Regions from separate parts of the Canis lupus genome. Here region 1 is linked to region 2. A link is a contact called in public Hi-C data. All regions are on one chromosome and are shown on one strand. Each heading gives the region's core, a stretch centred on a gene start, on an enhancer-like site or on the middle of the called end of the contact. The rest is flanking DNA. Distances are from core to core; before and after follow the strand shown.

Region 1 (4,848 bases), core at 1,459-3,958, 470 kb before region 2:
TAGAGAGCACATGTGCTTGAGCGGGGGAGGGGTAGATGGAGAAAATCACAAGCAGACACCCCACTGAGTGTGGAGCCCAATATAGGGCTTGATCTCACCACCCTGAGATGACTGGAGCCAAGATCAAGAGTTGGACACTTGACTGAGTCACACGACACTTCTTTTATTTTTATTTTTTAAAGATTTTATGTATTTATTTGAGAAAGTGAACTAGGGAGAACACAAAAGGGGGGGGCAGAGGGAGAAGCAGACTCCCTGCTGAGCTGTGAGCCTGACCCAGGGCTCCTTCCTTGGATTCCAGGATTATGACCTGAGCCAAAGACAGAGGCTTAACTCATGGAGCTACCCAGGCACCCCTCAGGCATCCCTTTTTTTTTTTTAATTTTTAAAAGATTTATTTATTCATGATAGACACACAGCACACACACACAGAGAGAGAGAGAGAGAGAGAGGGAGAGGCAGAGACACAGACAGAGGGAGAAGACAGAGGGAGAAGCAGGCTCCATGTCAGGAGCCCGACCAGGACTCGATCCCGGGACTCCAGGATTGCGCCCTGGGCCAAAGGCAGGCGCTAAACTCCTGAGCCACCCAGGGATTCCCCCAGGCACCCCTTTTATAATTTATTTTTAAGTTACTTCTATACCCATTGTACTGCTTGGATTCATAACTTCAAGATCAAGAGTCTCAAGTTCTACTGACTGAACCAGCCAGGCACCCCAGTGTTTTAAAAATAGGAAAAAAAAATGTGCTTGTTCACCAAAATTTAAAGATCAGATTTCATGGTGCTTGAGAGGCTCAGTCTGTCAAACGTCTGCCTTGGGCTCATCATGATCCCAGGGGTCTGGGATTGAGCCTGGCATTAGTTTCCTGCTCAGTAGAGTGCCTGCTTCTCCCTCTTCCTGTCTTTTCAACTTATGTTCTTGGTTTTTCTCTCTCTCTCAAATAAAAAAATTATTTAAAAAAAATAAAGATCAGATTTCTTATTTTTTGTTTTCCTTTTTTCTTGAACATGATTCCTCATGGCATACTTCCTTTAGCCAGGCCAAGCACTTCTGTTACTTACATCACCACCAGTGCCACTTTGCCACAGACAAGAAGCAAGGGAGGTTGGCTGGAGAAGAGTGAAAACAGGAGAGTTGTAGGAGTGTCCAGAAGTTCAGTGATATTTCAGAATACGGCAGATCTTGAGGCTATGATAAGGATTCTGGCTTTATTCCAAATGACATGGGGAGTTGAGGGGTTTTGAGCAAAAGCGTGACCTGACCTTAGATTTTAAATTAATCACATAGCTTTTCTGCTGATATTAGACCGTAGGGGGGAGACACTAGAGTGTAATAATGGAAACAGGAAACCCATTCAGAGATCTTCTATCGTGATCATGAGATGGCTTGGACCACGGTGATAGCGAGGGAGGTGGTGCTAAGTGGTGGAAGTCAGGTAACATTTGAAGTAATCTCCTGATGAGTTAGGTGTGAGATGCGGAAGAAAGAAGACCTTCTTTGGGTTTTTGGCTTGAGTAACCAGAAGGATGAAATTGCTATTTGAGATGAAGAAGCTGTAGCAGGAATACATTTCGGGGGTGGGGTGGGGTGGGGTGGGGGGGTGTGATCAGGAGTTCCATTTTGGACAAGTGCACCCTGAGATGCAAATAGGATGTCAAAGGAAATGTTGAGTAAGCTGTTAGCTAGGAACCTGGAGTTTAGGGGACATGATGGGTGGCAATAAACCTTTCCTCTTCTGATCCCGTTTCACAACTTTTAACATCATGTAATACTGTAGGATGCTGGGGACTCCCAAATGTTGGTTTATGGTGGATTCAAGGCAGATTGTGTGTCGCCAGGGGAGGGGGAGGGGGGTATCTGGCTCTGCTTCATCTCTCATCCTAGAACAGGAATGGTCTCTGTCCCAGGGCTCGGGTCTCTGCTCATCAACGGAGGCTCATAGGGCTGTCAGCTTTTCTGTCTTATAAACTGATAAGCTGTAGAGACAAATCTGAATCATGGTCTCCCACCCATACCCGGGGGGGAGGGCGGGGGGGTGTCTTCCCTCCACCCTACCTGCCAGTCTTTGGCAAGGATTATTCTTTCCAACAAGCACTCTCCTTCCTTTCTCATCTCCTTTCTAGACATTCAGGTCCTCCCTGAACTTCCCCGGGGGAGCGGGGCCCACTTCATTTCAGCCGTTGCAATCTCAGGGCTGAGATTTTGAAACATCAGGGGGAAAAAAAAAAAAACAAAAAACCCTCGACGAAGACTTTCAGGCTTCAGCGACTATAGGTGTACGTTGCCCTCGGCCCGGCAGTTGCGAAGCGCTCCATCCAGGTTAAAGTCCTCGGGAACTCCCGGGTTCCAGCGGCCCGAAACTTTTCCCGCGGCCCCCCCCCCCCCCCCCCCGCTCCATTTCGGTTCAACTTCTGTTCTCTGAATGTGGCACCGGGTCCGGGGAGCCATGGAGCACGGAGGGGAGCAGAGGCACGCTCTCGCGCCGCGGGAACCCGGGCGACGCCTCCGGCCCCCGCCCCCGCCCCGCCTCGCCCGCCCCGCAGGTCCGCGGCCGCGCTCCGTCCCGCGCCGGCCTCCGCGAGCGCAGGGGGCTTCCGGCGGGCCCCCTCCTCCCGGGGGCGGGGCCTGGCGCTCGCGCTCCCGCTCCCGCCTCCCCGGCTGCGCGCGGCTGCGGGCCGCGGTCACGTGAGCGCGGCGCGGCGGGGGAGGGGCCCTGGTTTCCGGGCGGCGGAAGGAGACGCGGCCGCGTGAGGACGAGGCGATTTGAAAACACGCTCGGGGAGCGAGGGGCTGAGGCCGGTGGCGCGCGCCGTCGCCCCGCGGGCTTCCGCTCGGACGCTCTGTCCTCCGCTCCGCGCCCCGGTCCCAGCCGGGCCCTCAGGTGAGCGGCCGCCGCCCGTCGGGCCGGGCCCTCCCGGGGCGCGGGACGGGCGCGCGGGGCCGTGGCTCCCCCGGTCCGCGCGGCCCAGGCGGGCCAGGCCGAGCCGTGGCCGGTCCGCGCGCCCCGGTGGGGGGGCGGGGGGCGGGGGGCGGAGCGGGGCCTGGGCGCGCGGCGGGGCAGGGCGGGGGCGGGGCGGGGCGGGGCGGCCCGCGGGCGTGTGGAGCGCCTCGAGTGACTGGGCCGGTTCGCGCCGTTTCGCGGCGGAGGCACTTTTAGGCCGGGGAGCCTCGATTTGGGCCCCGCGGCCGCCGGGAGGGGAAGGGACGGGAGCGCTGGCGGCCCGGGGGGCTCTTCTTGCCGTGTGGGACGCCGGACGGCGGCGGACGGCGGGGAGGAGCGGGCGTCCCCTCCCGGGCCCCCGCCGCGCTCCAGGTGTGCGGGCGGCGCGGGCGGCGGGGGCGGCGCGGGCGGCCCCTCGGGGGGGCGTCCACTTTCTGGGAAGTCCCGGGTCTCTCCCCCGGCCCCTTCTGTAGAGTCGGGAGGAACTCGGGAGAGGAAGGGGTTGACGGGGAAACCATCAAAAGGAAAACTGCAGTACACGCGTTATTACAGTTTCATTAATTTATTATTTATTTATTTTGCGAAGGAGGTTGGAAATCGGGGGTGGCAGACAAGCCTAGCTGGAATTCGATTCGGTCGGTGGACATTTTCAGGCCCGCGAGAATCTCCCCTTGTGTTGACAATCCAGGAGACCTGCAAATTGATTGGAATCTGTGAAATGTTCAGTTCTCAAACTTCAGGGGCTCCCCCCCCCCCCCCCCGCGTGGGAGGTGGCAGCGATGTGAAAGTTCAGCCCCTTAAGGCTGGAGTTGGTACCTCCTGTTCCATACCGGCTGCTGCAGAGTAGCTTTAGTCAAACCATTTGACTTGCCGTGCTATGAAAAAAATCTTATTTGTGTTTTATTGACTTGTTTTTAAGAGATTTTTAAGTCCTCGCTCGCTACACCCAGTGTCAACCTGAGATCCAGAGTTGGCGTGCTTTTTACAGGCTCCACAGGCTTGCCCAGCCGGGCAGCCCTAAAAAAAAAAAAATAAAAAAATAAATCTTTATTTTGAAGTGAAAATGACAAATTGGTTAATAGAGCTTTAAAAGTTCCTAGTAGGGATCCCTGGGTGGCGCAGTGGTTTGGCGCCTGCCTTTGGCCCAGGGTGCGGTCCTGGAGACCCGGGATCGGGTCCCGCGTTGGGCTCTCGGTGCATGGAGCCTGCTTCTCCCTCTGCTTGTGTCTCTGCCTCTCTCTCTGTGACTATCATAGATAAATTAAAAAAAAAAAAAAAAAAAAAAAAAAAAAAAAAATAAAAGTTCCTAGTATAAAAATGTTCTCTGCGTATCATAAAATAATGGTCCCGGCTTCAAAAGTCGAGGAATGGCGATCAGCCCTCTTAGGCTTTCTTATTAGGGAAATTAGTGTGACGGACACAAAGTGATACAAAGTGATACAGCATAGACCTTGACAAGACTGTGTTGGACACAGGCCAGATATAGTGGCTAAAAATAACACGGAGGATTGGTGAGTTGGGTTGATTCATTTGATTTTTCTGTCTTGTACCATTTATTTTCATCTCTGGTACTAGCTAGTAATAAAATTGTAGGGAAAGCTCAAAAAGTGTGCTTGCTTAATAAAGTTTTTTTTTTCCCCCCCCTCAAAGATTTATTTATTTATTCATGAGAGAGACAGAGAGAGAAAAGAGGCAGAGACACAGGCAAAGGGAAAAGCAGGCTCCATGCAGGGAGCCCGACGTGGGACTCGATCTGGGGTCTCCAGGATCACTCCCTGGACCGAAGGCAGGCTCTAAACCGCTGAGCCACCGGGGCTGCCCCCTCCCCCCTTTTTTTTAAATTAAAAGAGGCCATGCGAATTTTTTTTTTTTTAGATTTTTGCTTACCCATTTTTAAAAACTAGA
Region 2 (4,793 bases), core at 1,857-4,356:
CGGCGCTGGAGACAAGGGGACAAGGCAGTTGGAGTTCCAGGCTGGTAGGGTGGGCGGAGGGAGGCCCCTTGCACCCAGCAGGAGGTATCCCTGAGGGTGGGCGACTTCGAGGCTCGGGGCCATCCCGCGGCCCCGAGGGGGCACATTCCGGAGGGCGCCGAGCGCGGCTCCGGGGCGAGCGTCTCCGCGCCCAGGCTCAGCGAAACTTTGTAGCTGGAAGCGCAGCTCGGCGGGCCTCGGGGGAAAGGATCCGCTGCCCCAAACTCTGGCCTACAGCGCCCTCTTTGCCTGGACCCGTTCATATCTTGAGGCTTGGGAACATGAAACCGAAAAAAAAAAACAAAAACAAAACAAAACACAAAACCAACCCAAAAAACAAAACACAACCCCCCAAAATCGCGGGGGTGCGCGGGCCGAGAGGGGCGTGTAAGTTTCGTCCCCCTCCGCCCCTGCGCCAGGGGCTTGCCCGAAGGAAGAGAGGGAGGGGACATCGGAACCCCCAGGTCCGGTAAGCCCTCGAAAGCCAGGAAACGGGGGATTCCCTTGTCACCCCCAGCCCCTGCCCTGCCCCAGATGATCCTACGGAAATCTTGCGCTCGCTGTAGCGCAAGCACGCGCGGATCTTCCCACGGCTGTGGCAGGAGCTTCCCGTCCGCCCCGAATTTTCAATACAGGTCTCCAGCACCCTGCCACCACCTCCTGCAGTAGGTGCCCTCACTCCTGCCCTCCCCTGGGTCCTTTCTCCGAGGTTCGGCCTCTGACTCCGCCGGGTGAGGGTTGAGTCTCCTCTAGGAAAGGGCTCCCCTCGAGCGCCGGGTGTTCGCGGGAAAGAGCCACACCACGTTTCCTACAGCCGAGCCAAGAGCCCCACGCCCCCCCCCCCCCCGCCCACTCCCATGGCCGGTTACCTAGGCAAAGCCTCCGCGCCTGGAAACACGTTCCGCCGCTCCCGCTCGCGGCCGCCGGGGCCGGAGCACCGAGCCTTGGGGTTGTAAATTAGGTAGAAATAACCACCTCTGTCAAAGCTCCTTTCTTTCTCGTGGGCAGACGAAAGGAACACCCCCATGTTCCCCTCCCCGTGGTGAAGTGTGTGGAGGAAACCGTGAAACGCACCATTGTGACCGGGGCTCCTCCGCGGAGTTTCCAACCCTGGGGAGCGGGGGCGGAGGTTGGGCGGGGGCCGTAGGAGTGAAGGAGAGACCGACAGAAAGGGAAAGACAGAGATTCTCAGAAAGACCGAGGGAGAGGAGACAAACCGCGGGGGAGAATTTCTGCGAGCGCGCGCGGTCGCGGGGAAGGGAGTGGGTGGGTGCGGGGGGTGGGGGCTGGGGAGGGAGCCGGCGTGGAGGTGGCTTGGCCCGAGGAGGAGTCTTTGATATTCACGCTAGGAGCACCTCGCACAGGTAAGATAAGTCAAGGGAACTCTGACTTCATTCATTGTGCCCGGTAGCCGCGTTGGGCAGCTTTTTGCTTCCCCAACTCAGTTCTGTAAAATATTTCTCCATCGTGGGAATAGAAGATCCAGGACGGATTTGCCCTTTACCTCTGTCTCCTGGCACCCTAAGGCTCTGGGATGACAGCCCGACATTTCTGATTACCAAACTCCTTGCCGCTCTTCCCTCTCACGAATCCGAAGGCATTAAATAAAAGGCAATCTCCAGGAACGTCCTTTAGAATCAAGGGACAAACGCTTTCTCTCTTAGTCCTGACCCAAGCTTCCAACCGGCTCGGGAGGTGCCTTTGGAAGTCATTGTCCGCAGGCTGCGCTCTCATAACCGCTCTCCCCGCAGCACTGAGAACTTTCATTTATTCTTATTAAGAGTAAAACACTCGGAGCAACTTCTCCAAAAGCGCGAGTTCCGTCACTTAAGAGTAAAACATTCCCACACCAAGCCAAGGCCCGAAGGAAAGGAACACGATCCCCACGCGTGGCCGGGCTCGGGAGTCAGCAATTACAGCCTATTACCTCTGAAGGGAAAAGTGCACACGGGCAAGTAGGCTACGCCAGGCAGACGTGCCTAGTGGAGCCCCAGGCTCATTTCAATACAATAAAGCCACATTCCTACAATTACGCCCTCTTTCCAGAGATCATCCGAGCGCCTTTGCAAACTCCAACCACCGCTGCCCAGGCCCCTTCCCTCTCCAGCTTCCCCCGAGTCAACCGGCTGGGAGTCACCATTAGGTATATTAACTTGGACCCACCGGAGCCCCTGTTTTCAATCCTAGTTAAAAGGCAGGAAAATTACTGCCGTTCATCAGCGGAGCTGCAACTCCCTGCCGCCGCCGCCGCCGCCGCCGCCGCCGCCGAGAGCATCATTACCATGACAACTAGAGCCGAAATACCCTGAATTACATCGCTGGAGCTGCTACTGAACAAATCCCGGTCCTCCTCTTTGTTAGAGGCTTTTCGCCTCTTCGGGTTGGGGGAGGAATCCCACGAGCTCCAGAGGTCCCCGCGGGCCCGCTACAGGGGAAAAGTTTCAGATCAGAACCCCCCGGGCCGCTCGGCGAGCGAAGCCGGAGCGAGGAGGCGAGGGGGAAAAAAAAAAAAAACCCACACTCAAAGTTGTCAATTCAGGAGCGACGCTTCCCAGCGCGCCAACTTTTTAGCAAGTCCCCCAATTCACTGGGCGAATCTCATACGTACTTGAGTGCTGTGGCGGTTCCGTCTTTAGAGCGAGTTTCTAGAGAGCTGCCCCGAAATCTGCACTGGGGGGGGAGTCACAGCTGCTGTCCCGGAAGGGCTGCCGTGAACCAGCCCAGCGGCTCCCAGAGGCGGTGAGCGTCTGGCAGGGGATGCTGCGATCCCGACTCATGGGAGAGTGCCGGCGAGGGGTTCCGCGGGCGTCCTGGCTGCGGCCACGGCCCGGGGGCAGGATGCCGCCGCAGTTCCCACCTCCGAGGCCGCCGCCGGCGCTGTCAGCGTTGCAAAGTGAGTCCGGGAGGGGCGTCCGGCTGCCGCGCGGCTCTGCACCGGCAAGGGCGCAGGGCGAGAGGGGTGTGAGCGCGCGGGAGAGAGTGGAGTGTGTGTGCGGAGCTTGTGTGCGCGCGTGTCTGTGTGTGCGAGTGAGGGAGCGGGTGTGAGCCTGTCTGTGTGTGGGGAGCGGAGGAGGAGCAGGAGCTGGAGGGGTGGGGGGCGGGAGGCAGGAGACTCCGCTCTCCCGGCTGCGCGTTCGCTCGCTCTCTCGGCACGTCATTTATGCCACAGGAGCCCTAGCGGCCTCTCCATAGAGTGCCTGGAATGCGAGACGTCAATGTGACGCCATGGGACGCTACGTCACCCTCCCCCTCCCTCCCCTGGCCCAGCCGGTTCCGCGTGTGCGAGGGAGGGTGTGTGTGTGTGTGTGTGTGCGTGTGTGTGTGCATGTGTGTGCGCGCGCGCGTTCCCGGACCATTCTCCGGGCTGCACAATGGAAACTGCGCCGCGCGGCCAAGCCCGGCAGGGGGGCCTTTGGGAGCCGAGCCGCCAACCCCTCTGCAGCGGCGCTGCTCGCCAGGGCGCGAGTCTGCCGGAGGGTGCAGCGGCCCGCCGGCGGGTCAGGCGGGACCGCCCAGCTGTCAGGCTCGGGTGGAGTAGTGTTGGAGGAGTGCGGCTGGCGCGCCTCCGAGGCTGCCCCGAGGCACGGAGCCAGGGAGAGGGGGTAAGGGAGAGGACAGCTCTTCCGAAAGGGAAGGCTCCGCCAGCCAGCTTCTCCGAGTGACCTGGCAGCCGGTGCAGGAGTCAGGCACCGGCCCGAAGACTCTCCGAGGTGCATGCAGCTGCGCTTTCCTCAAGCAACAGTTCCAAGGCTGTTTAAGTCTCGCTGGCCCGCAGCGTCTAGGCTAATCCAGCTCCTCCTCGCATCATTTGCTGAGTGCGTGTTTCGCACAGGGATGCAGATGCCTCCGGGAAGATAAGGTTTTATTTCTTTATGCTAAGGTGTGGATTTCCTAACTGGACCCACAATAAGCCAACTGAGTGCACATCCATCATCCACGTGCGCGCTGCCGCAGAAACTACTTAATGTGTGTAAAACAAACACACACGTGTTGAACAGCTGACCGGGTCTGACTGTTGCAAATCATTCCCCCCACCCCCACCCCGCAGAAATGGAAATCTCAGCTCGCACTTTCACTTTTTCATGGTTGCCCCCCCCTCCAATCTCCCAAATTAAACATTTCGAAATCAATCAACAGGATTTATTAGTCAGTTCCTCGCCATGGGATTTGCTCTCTTCTACTGGGACACATTTGTCATGAAATGGTGTGCTGAAAGCTTGGGCGACTGTGTGAAGGAGAGCAATTTCTTCCTGGAAATGATGAATTTAAGTGTGAATTTCTTGCTGCAAACAGAAACAAAAATTTATCAAAGTTAAAGTCTGTCTCTTAGTTCCAAAGTGCAGCTGAGTGAAAAGCAACCTCTCTCAGATATGAATTCTTAAGGGGGATAAAATAGTTGAGTGCAACGTCGCAGACAGGCATGGTCTCCATGCGGTCCGCTTAAATCACACGTGATATTCTATTTCTTTGACACGTCCCAGTGTTTGCATGTGTGTGTGTGTGTGTGTGTGTTTTGCAGTGGGGGGTGGGTGGGAGAGGATCCTATTGTCGACAGCATGCGGTTCAGAATGGAAGAAGGTTCGAGTTATTAGCACCAGAAACTTGAAAACAAAACTAATTTTATTTCTATATACGACACGGATATATTTCTTCGACTCCCACTTCCACTTCAGGCAGGGTGGTGTGGAGAGAAGACCGTGGGAGGGAGGATGCTGAGAGAGCTGACCCCGCGGAGGGGAGCCGAGCCCGTGCAC

What was found. A called contact is a pair of places that touch in the nucleus more often than the background predicts.
Region 1: a Hi-C map of blood shows a contact between it and region 2, with 3 times the contacts expected there. The contact joins the promoter of TEX10 here to the promoter of NR4A3 in region 2. A contact is called at or near these places in 2 of 9 Hi-C or Micro-C datasets (both in blood).

The regions. Positions count from the first base shown.
Region 1 is chr11:57,608,370-57,613,217 of UU_Cfam_GSD_1.0, reverse strand. It overlaps TEX10 (testis-expressed protein 10), which reads left to right and starts at 2,708. Exons shown (of 15, transcript XM_038552932.1): 1 at 2,708-2,883. LOC119876831 (basic proline-rich protein-like) reads right to left here and starts at 3,771. Exons shown (of 3, transcript XM_038553296.1): 1 at 3,760-3,771; 2 at 3,560-3,636; 3 at 2,407-3,472. The coding sequence starts at 3,771. The coding sequence ends at 2,407.
Region 2 is chr11:57,142,662-57,147,454 of UU_Cfam_GSD_1.0, reverse strand. It overlaps NR4A3 (nuclear receptor subfamily 4 group A member 3), which reads right to left and starts at 3,106. Exons shown (of 9, transcript XM_038552931.1): 1 at 2,648-3,106.